Regions from separate parts of the Mus musculus genome. Here region 1 is linked to region 2. A link is a contact called in public Hi-C data. All regions are on one chromosome and are shown on one strand. Each heading gives the region's core, a stretch centred on a gene start, on an enhancer-like site or on the middle of the called end of the contact. The rest is flanking DNA. Distances are from core to core; before and after follow the strand shown. Region 1 overlaps Rbfox2 (RNA binding protein, fox-1 homolog (C. elegans) 2). Region 2 overlaps Rbfox2 (RNA binding protein, fox-1 homolog (C. elegans) 2).

Region 1 (4,376 bases), core at 561-3,060, 87 kb before region 2:
CTGGCAGAGATGGTGAGCTGCATTCTAGCCCTTGAGTGGTCTATGGCATCCTCATGTTTGTGTCTCACCATGGCATGGGTGAAGTGCAGAAATGCTTTAATAGGATGGTTATAAACTGTCAGGGCTACTCCTTCACAGAGTTGGTGTACAGTCCTCCATTATAATTTATAGCAACAGCTACTATTTATTGAATGCTTACTATGCATCAGATACACACTAAGTACATACACCTATGTACACATCTCTTCAACTCCTCATTATCCTAATGACCATTCTCTTTCCAAGGCAACTTGGAGAAGCTATGTTTTGCAGATACATAGACTGAGCTTTAATGAGGCCGAGTCTTAGAGGCTGAAAATGGTTGCACAGGTATTTAAACTTAGACCTGCCTGACGGCCAGCCTGTGCTTCTAACAGCTATGCTTCTGTCTCCCCTGAGTAGTTAATTTGCTGAACATTCCTGAGAAAAGCCTGCCTGGTCACCAGTGCTTCTAAGGAAGCCCCTGTGTCTGCAAAGGGCATTAACAGCATAGTGTAAGTGGGCTGCAGAGCCAGCACAGGCAGGAGCAGTAGGAAGACTGCCACTTAGTTCCTCAGCTAACCGTGTTGAAGGGGTTTTTTTGCCCTTGAGGTCAGAGCGATTGTAGGTCTTCCCTAATCTCCACTTCTGGAGAGACAGGGCTGTTCACCATTTCTGGTTGGTTTGGTTGGACAGAGGAGGATTTGGCCCAGCCCTGGTTCTGAGGCCACCCAGAGGTAAGCTCAAGTTCATTCCTGCACTGACTTGATTTAGGTTCCCAAGCTCTGCCGCTAAGCAGGACCCCTCCCCCAACCCCCTCCCCAGTTTAGAATTTGTGCTGCTGTGTAGGTACCAAGGACACAGAGCTGTTTTCTGTGGCTCCTTGCTGTTAGCATGTGGAGTCCTTGTCAGCTGCAAGGCAGAACAAATGCTGCTCCAGTTCCCGTCAGAGAACAGATACACTTCCTGTAAAGTTTGGAATGGGACGGAGAAAGTCCTGGGGAGAGAATGTAGCCAGGACTGAAGGGCACCACCTCAGCTAATTCAGATAAGTGGCCCCAGCCTGGCTTAAGGACTTGGGCAGACCTCCCAAAGGATTTAGCATGGTATTAGGTTTCTCTCTTCCTTCAGCTTGTGTGTCCTAACATAACTGCAGAGTTAGAACTTGCAATGAGATAGATTTCTTTCAAAATCAGTCAATCTACCTATCTACTATTCTTTCTTTACTCATTTCCTTTCTCCTTTTTCTTTCCTTTCTTTTTTCCTGTCTTTCTTGATAAGATCTTTCTTAAAGAGTAGACAAATCAGAGGAGGGAATGGGACTGAGTAGCCAAGTCATGTTTCCAAGATGACAGAGCGGAAAAATGAACAGAGTTAAACAGGCTGAGTAAGGGGGATGGTGGCGGTGTCAGCTTTCAGCTCCAGAGCTTGAGTGCGGGGGCACTGTGGAAACATGAGACTGTCCTTAATAAGCATGCGGTCATCCCAGCTGTACTCTTAGGAATTTAGTCCTTCAATAGCAGAAACTTTAGTTTTTGATGAAGGTCAGAAGTTACCATTTCTAGAGTTGGGTGGTCACAAGTATTTAGAAATATGGCATAGATTTACTGGAAAACCTGAGCATATAGAGGCTCCTGCTGTTGTTTATTGTGGGATCCATGGCAATCTTTTCTCTTCTTCTTCCCACCCCTTTGGGAATCAACCAATCACAAGGAGGGATGGATTTCAGTGCTTCCAGCCTCTCCCCATAAGGCCCTGCCTGGCACCTCAAGACCTACTAAGGCTGAGTGTTTAACTCTTGGGTGTCTGAGTCACAGAAGGGACAACAGTACTGACTCTGAGCCACCCCACGATGTGTGCAGTCACTGAGTGAGAAGGAGCTGCTTCAGCTCATACCCGGCCACCAAGCAGTGGCACCTTTGGAAAGCTCGCTCGCCTTCTTGGGTTTGGTGCCTTATTCTGCAAAATGAGAGGGGGAAGAAAAGAGACAGGAGGAGGATTATGGCATAGTCTGGTACAAACCACCTGCGTTTCATCCCTAGGGTCTGAGAATGGGGGGGGGGGCATTTGACCTATAGTAGATGGCTATTCTGAAACAGCTTACTTTTTAAAAATTCTCACAACTCAGCAGGGCAAATGCTGCTCACTCAGTTTTATAGATGAGAAAACTGAAGGCTAGAGAGGCTGTTCGACTGACTCCCCAAGGTCACTTTACTAGGGAGGCCCATCTGGCTCTAACTGCCCAGACTAGATTCCACTGGATGGCAGGGAAAGCCCTGGATGTGTTTCTAACCATTTCACTCTGGTACACTGCCGAACGCTTGAACTCCTAGCTTTTAGTCCTGTCTTGAAGAGCCATTACTGCTTGCTGCTGGCTGATGTCGTCTAGGCATTCTTCATGAGCCAAGCAGCAGCAGCTGCTGCTGCAGCCGTGGGTACTGCCAGAGGCTGGGAGAGTGATAGTTCATGTGCATACACCACAGTGCATGTCTGGAGGCCAGAGGACAATTTGAGGGAGTTGGTTGTTTTTTCCTTCTACTGTGGAACCCAGGGATTGAACTCAGCTGAGACATTTTGCCAACCCCACTTAGTTTTTTTTATATGTATGTTTTAATTTTTTTACTTATTTTTACATGTTTTGTCTGCATGTATGTCTACCACTTGCATACCTGGTGCATGTGGAGGCCAGAAGAGAAAAGTGTTTGATCCCCTGAAACTGGAATTAGACTTTGTGAGCTGCCATGTGGGTGCTGGGAATTGAGCCTCGGTTCTCTGGAAGAGCAGCCATTCAGTGTAGGTGCTAATGTCATGAGTCACTACAACTGATCCCCCCCCCCCCCCCCCCCCCCGCCTTAACCTTTAAAGTGAGAATGTAGAGGTGCTGGCAACCCTAACCCTTGAGATCACAGTTTTTAGGGAAACATTAGTCTTTTACATTTAGTCCTTGGTTTTAAAAAGTTAGACAATATATTATGCTTTATACTCAGAGACTGGGGTTTTTTGTTTTGAGACAGCTTCACAGTGTAGCCGGCCTAGGTTAGGGAACAGTAGGATGAGCTCAAGCTTACATGAAGGCGCTGCAGGGCTTGGAGCTTTTCATTGCCCCACGAGTGGCTTGCCGTGCAGCACGGCTGTGAATGACTGTTGAACATCCACAGAGTTAGTTCCGAGCCACAAAGCATTCCAAAGGAAGGAGTCCTTTTAAGCTCTCAGAATTTACCTTAAACTTTGCCGTGGGAGAAGGCCTACGGAAAGGAGCTTCTTTCTCCTCCTCGCAGCCTTGCTCGCTTCGCTTAAGTACCTAGAGATAAATGTGGGGACTTGAGATGAGAGCAGCCTTCTGGCTCGGAGGGGTCAGGAGAGGTCATAGCAGCTAAAGTGGAAACTATGTTACAACCTAAGTAAGGAGCAACTGATAGGTCTATTAATAGGATTTTATCTCCTCAAAGAACATTTCTGGCATGGTTTGTAGCTTCCCATGTGGGGGATACAATATTTACTAAAAATAAACCATTTTCCAAAAATAATTAAAATAAATCACAATGGATTCATTTGTGTTGTATTGCCGTGGCCTGAAACTAGTGGTCTATACTAAGTTTTAGGAACTCTTTGTTGTTAAAACCATTGGTTAGATCCGGGATAGAACAGTGTAGTCTGTCTAGTATGGAGTTAGATAGCTACCTTCTTAGAAGCTCCAGTCAGTTCTTGCTAGCTCAGAAGACTCCCACTCCTTCCTCTGCATTCAGACCCAGGAGTTGGTGCTGTGTTTATCTAGACAGGCAGGGCAGCTCTCTCCCTAACAGCTCGCCCTGTAAAGCTGGATGCACATGGCAGTTCAGAGCAGAAGCTCCACAAACCAGCCCTTCCATTGGAGAAGCAAAACAGGAACTGTCAGGAGCCCGGTTCTCAACCCTCTTATCCTGATTGCAGCTCTTTGCTTTTTATCCCTCTTATCCTGATTACAGCATTTGTGACAGTTTTGGCATCTGCCCCATCACTGTCAGCTCATCTCTGACACCCTTAGCAGTGTGTTTTCTTCCTACCAGTATATGTAAACTTTTTAAAAGCACCTGTTAGTCTTAAGTTGGGCAAATAGTAAAATTGCTTAAGTATAACTTTCAGCTATTTGACCCTAGAATATTTTAAACCGTACTAGACAGCACTGGTTCAATGCATATGGATTAAGAGTTACCACAAGTGGCCTCAGAAAAAGAGGTGACTTCATTTACTCTTTCAAACTGTAAAGCACATTTTGAATGTTAAACAATTCAAAGGAATATAAAAAATGTAAAAGAAACTAGGCCAGTTTTGTTTTGAGAATAAAATTCCAAAATGTTGAAATGAAATATTTAAGATTT
Region 2 (4,353 bases), core at 260-2,759:
CTTGTTTGTTCCTTGACCTGGAGCTCACTGCAGGCAAGGCTGGCTGACCAACAGGCTTCCCCAGAGCTAGGATTGCAGGCAGTTCTGGGGGTGGAACTCAGGTCCTCACTCGGAGGCAAGCACCCACCCAGCTGCGCTGTCTCCCGATCTCAAGGCTTACAGTCCCGTTCTGACCTTCACTGTCTTCCTCCCTGTTCGGTCTGTGACGACTCCTTTACATTTTACTTTATGTCAGGCGACTGCCTGTGTCTGTGCACCACATGTATTCTGTGCCCTCAGAGAGCAGACAGGGCATCAGATCCCCTGGGGCTGGAGTTACAGTGGTTGTGAGCTGCCGTGTGAGTACTAGGAATCTAACCCAGGTTCTGGAAGAACAGATAGTACTCCACACTGAACTGTCTCTCCAGCCCCATTTTTAGCTTTTCAAGTTGGAAGCTAAGGCAGTTGATTTTCAAGGTTTCTTCATTCTGTGTTTAAGCTATAAGTTTCCCTATAAAAGTCCTTATAAGTGGAACCCAAAAAGGAGGCAGATTGTTCTGATTTTTCATTTCAATACATTCGTTTGTTTGTTTGTTTGTTTGTTTTTGTTTTTTGAAACAGGGTTTCTCTGTATATCCCTGGCTGTCCTAGAACTCACTTTGTAGACCAAGCTGGCCTCGAACTCAGAAATCCACCTGCCTCTGCCTTCCAGGTGCTAGGATTAAAGACGTGTGCCACCACGCCTGGCTTATTTCAAGACATTCTTAAAACTTCATTAATTTCAAGCTGGGCAATGGTGGTACACACCTTTAATCCCAGCACTCTAGAGGCACAGGCAAGTTCCAGAATATTTAGCGCTACACAGAGAAAGCTGTCTGGCACATGCACTCGCTGGGGAGGAGAGGGAGGAATTAAAGGACAGTGGACTCAGTCTTGTCTCTTGGCCTAGTGAATTTATTTGTATCACTTTTTAACTCTGGAATTGCTCCTGTCATCATTATTCATATATATGAATATTATCCTTTAATTCCTTAGCTTTATTTGTATGTGCTTATTGGCATCATGTTCAGTCCAGCATCCGGGCCTGGGTTCATTGCGAGTTAATGCTAATGTTTTGAATCTGGGTCATACTTTGCAGTTTCCTACTTTCTATAAGTAGTAACTTTGTCTTAGTTTTTTTCTGAGAGAATACATGTGCACACTATGTCGTTTGTCCACAGTAGAATGACATTGAAAGGACACTGATGCTTCTGCCTGGTAATGTTTCTGACCTCTCTCTCTACTCTCCCCTGCTAGATGGCAGATGCTGCCTGGCCATTAGGGGTGCATTCAGCATTGAGCCAGCTCATTCTCAAGTCTGCCCTGGGTTTCCTTTCCATTGTTTCTATCTTCCCATCCCTTACCCCTTCTGACCTGTGTTATTTTGCAGCCTCCTAGGAAAAGGAGAGTTTTTCTAGCCTTTCTGTAGTCTCCTCACCACACCCAACCCTGGGATCTCCCTTTTAGCTATCTGACTAATCCACTCCTCATCCTAGTCAGACCATAACCTCAAGCTCAAAATGTGTCCTGTTGGGTTCTTACTGATTTGCCACCTGTTGCTGTCAGTACTGTGAATTTTCTCCCTCCTCCTTCCACGTTTGTAGGAGATGGGGATGCGTTGCTTAGAGATTAAGTAGAGTAGTAAAACTTAGATGTAACATTTATTCTACTAAACTTTTACCATCTGCTTATGTGTCTCATAAAACAGTCTAGCAGTTCATATGGCCAATTAAATCCAAGAGGCATCTAGGAAGCAAATTAATTAATCATAACCTAAGTTTGCATAGCACCTTTCAGTTTAAAATGCTTCTTCGAATTGTTTGATTGTGGCTTGTAAAACAGCCCAAGTGGGGAATTAAAGATCTACACCCTCACCACTCAGACCCAGTGAAATAGATTATGTGCATATTTATTAATCTTCCCAGGCTGTGAGCATCATGTTACTCAGCCTATATAGGTATGCTTGTTACCAGAAAATCTTCCTGACTTTCTGAAGCCTCCAAAGAAAAAGTTTTCTTTGTTCATCTCTGCATCCCATAACATCTCACAGTGTCAGACGCTCAATGCTTCTTGGAGAAAAGATGCAACAAGATGCAGATGTTCTCAGGAGGGAGAAGCTGGGTTCCTGGTAAAGATTCTAATTGATCTGGGCCTTGTATTTATATCAGCAGTAGAGTTTCAGGCCTGAGTAAATGGTAGTATGAAGGATTAAGAAATCGGTTCTTGGTTCAGTGTTGAAGAGAAGAAATCAAAATGTCTAGACCAAAGCATGGATTCCCATTTGGACAAAGTTCAGGGTTTTGATGAAGGCCTGTAGGAGAAAAATCCTTTGAGCACAAGTTGGTAAGAGCTTTTGGACACTGCGATAAGACTGGGGGAGAGGGGACTTGGAGGTTTTGAGGAAGGATATGAAATGAGTAGAATGTGATCTTACAGCCTAGGCAGCAGGAGTACAGGAGCTGGAGTGAGAGTGGCCACAGCTATAGTGAGTCCTGTGTGGTTTGCACTAGAGGTCATGGTGGCTGTGTAGAGAAAAATGAGTTCAAGAGTGCAGAATTGGACCAGTAAAGTAAGTAGGCAGGTAGCTAGCCATGTATTGGTCAAAGAGTGTCTTTAGTAAATCACATTATCTCTGGGTTTCACTTTCCTTCTCTGTGAAATGAAGCTAGTGCAGCCACCTGACCTGGAGTACATCGAGCATAAACTAGAAATTCATGAACACTTCAGGTCTTCTCATTTATGGGCGGTGCCACAAATTAACCCAGGACGTTGCATTTGATAGCTAGGCAAATGCTTACCTCTGAGTTACATCCCCAGCCTGGGATTTTTGAGGCAAGGCTGACTTTGTAGCCCAGATAGGCCTTAAACTAAAGATTCTTCTACCTCAGCCTCTGCGTCCTGGTATTGAGGTGTACTACCATGCCTGGCTGGTGTTTATGCTGCTTATTGCTATGAGCTGTGCTGTTGAGTCCAGCTCTTGCTTGGGTTGGGTTGGATAGTCCTGTCATGTTGAAAAGAAAGGACTTCTCATTTAAAGATAAGAACTGAGCACTGAGTTCTAGAGTGTTTGTTTTTTAAATGAATTTTAGAAATTTGGTCTGCCTTTAAGAGTTTTAAGTTTGTTTTGATGGTCATTGGTCTCTTGTTATGCACTGGCAAAAGCACCAGCCAGTTAGGGGCTGCCTCCTGGCCTACAGAGAAGACAGGAATCCAGTTATTACATTGCAAATATTTCTAAAGGACAGCAAGCTTAAGTAGCCAAAGCATTTGAAGTAGTCAGGTTTTAAAATTCTACCTACTGAATTATATTTTTCTCAAAAGCCTAATGTCTACCCTTTTTCAAAACAAAACACTTTTAATGAGAGAGACCTCAACGGTATAATTAGCTTCTGTGACTGATTGGTAGTAAGATTTAGAAATACACTATTGGGGTTGGAGAGTTGGCTCAGCAGCTAAGAGTATTTGTTGCTCTTGCAGAGGACTCAGGTTCAATTTCTAGTATGTACTTGGTGATTCACAACCACCATAACTTAAGTTCTAGTTCCATCTCATCTGACCTCTGTGAACATGAGACACATATAGAGTAAGAGACAGGTCCTGTATCCCCTATACCTGATATTTAAAGATGGATGGATGGTTAGATAGATGGATGGATGGATAACAAGCCTGCAGTGGGTTGGAGGAGAATGCAGGATGGGGCATTTGTGTGTGGTCACAGATCACTGGCAGTTCCCAAGACTTTGTTAGAGGGACCGCTGGGTTAAACAGTTTCCATGCGTTTACAATGTAACACCTGCCATTTCACTGCCTTTGTTGGCTTTTGCCATCAGTCCAAAAGCGATAGTCGGTCAAATTACCAGTGCCTAGCAGGAATCCAAACAGTGATAGTAAACCATGCTGGTGGCAGTATGTCACACATGCACAGAACAAAAGAAAACCCAAGAAGGTCCTTGGTGAAACAGTGGGTAACTGGTCCTTTTCATATTCCCTGTAGGAGAATGAAAGGTGCTCATACCATCTATTTTCTATTCAAAATGCTTTCCTTGCCACCAGCAAGAGCATTGTGATGGAACTACAGACTGAACTCACTGCTGTCTTTCCATACAAGAACCACTGGTGGGCAGACTCATTCTCACTTGAATATGTGGTAGACATTCTCTTGAGAATGACTAGACTTGTCTTTTTAAGGAGGAAATTGATCAAAGCTGCTATGAGCAACATTTAAACTTCCCCACAAATATCAGAAAATGTTATGCCCCCAATGAGCTTTATAGATCTTAAGTATACTCAGAAACAGTATGGCAACACCCTAGTCAGTGATGGGCCAGATGGAGG

Evidence for each region. Hi-C and Micro-C count contacts between places; a contact is called where the count stands out from the background.
Region 1: a Hi-C map of muscle stem cells shows a contact between it and region 2, with 1.5 times the contacts expected there. The contact joins two enhancer-like sites. A contact is called at or near these places in 2 of 15 datasets of contacts at CTCF or cohesin (the NIH/3T3 cell line and embryonic stem cells), 19 of 484 Hi-C or Micro-C datasets (the AML12 cell line, the G1E-ER4 cell line, the HL-1 cell line and 7 more), 6 of 115 datasets of contacts at active chromatin or transcription factors (bone marrow-derived dendritic cells, cardiomyocytes, embryonic stem cells and 3 more) and 2 of 9 other capture datasets (adipose tissue and pancreatic islet).

Annotation. Positions count from the first base shown.
Region 1 is chr15:77,212,010-77,216,385 of GRCm38.p6, reverse strand. All of the region lies in intron 2 of Rbfox2 (RNA binding protein, fox-1 homolog (C. elegans) 2), which reads left to right. Among named protein-coding and RNA genes, the nearest start is that of Rbfox2, 93 kb to the left of the region's middle. Within about 2 kb of position 1,810, at least 147 of the 459 cell types and tissues checked have an H3K27ac peak or open chromatin away from gene starts, as enhancers often do. A contact at or near this core is called in muscle stem cells, where this site is marked.
Region 2 is chr15:77,125,152-77,129,504 of GRCm38.p6, reverse strand. The region is part of intron 3 of Rbfox2 (RNA binding protein, fox-1 homolog (C. elegans) 2); the gene reads left to right. Among named protein-coding and RNA genes, the nearest start is that of 1700109K24Rik, 43 kb to the right of the region's middle. Within about 2 kb of position 1,509, at least 4 of the 459 cell types and tissues checked have an H3K27ac peak or open chromatin away from gene starts, as enhancers often do. A contact at or near this core is called in muscle stem cells, where this site is marked.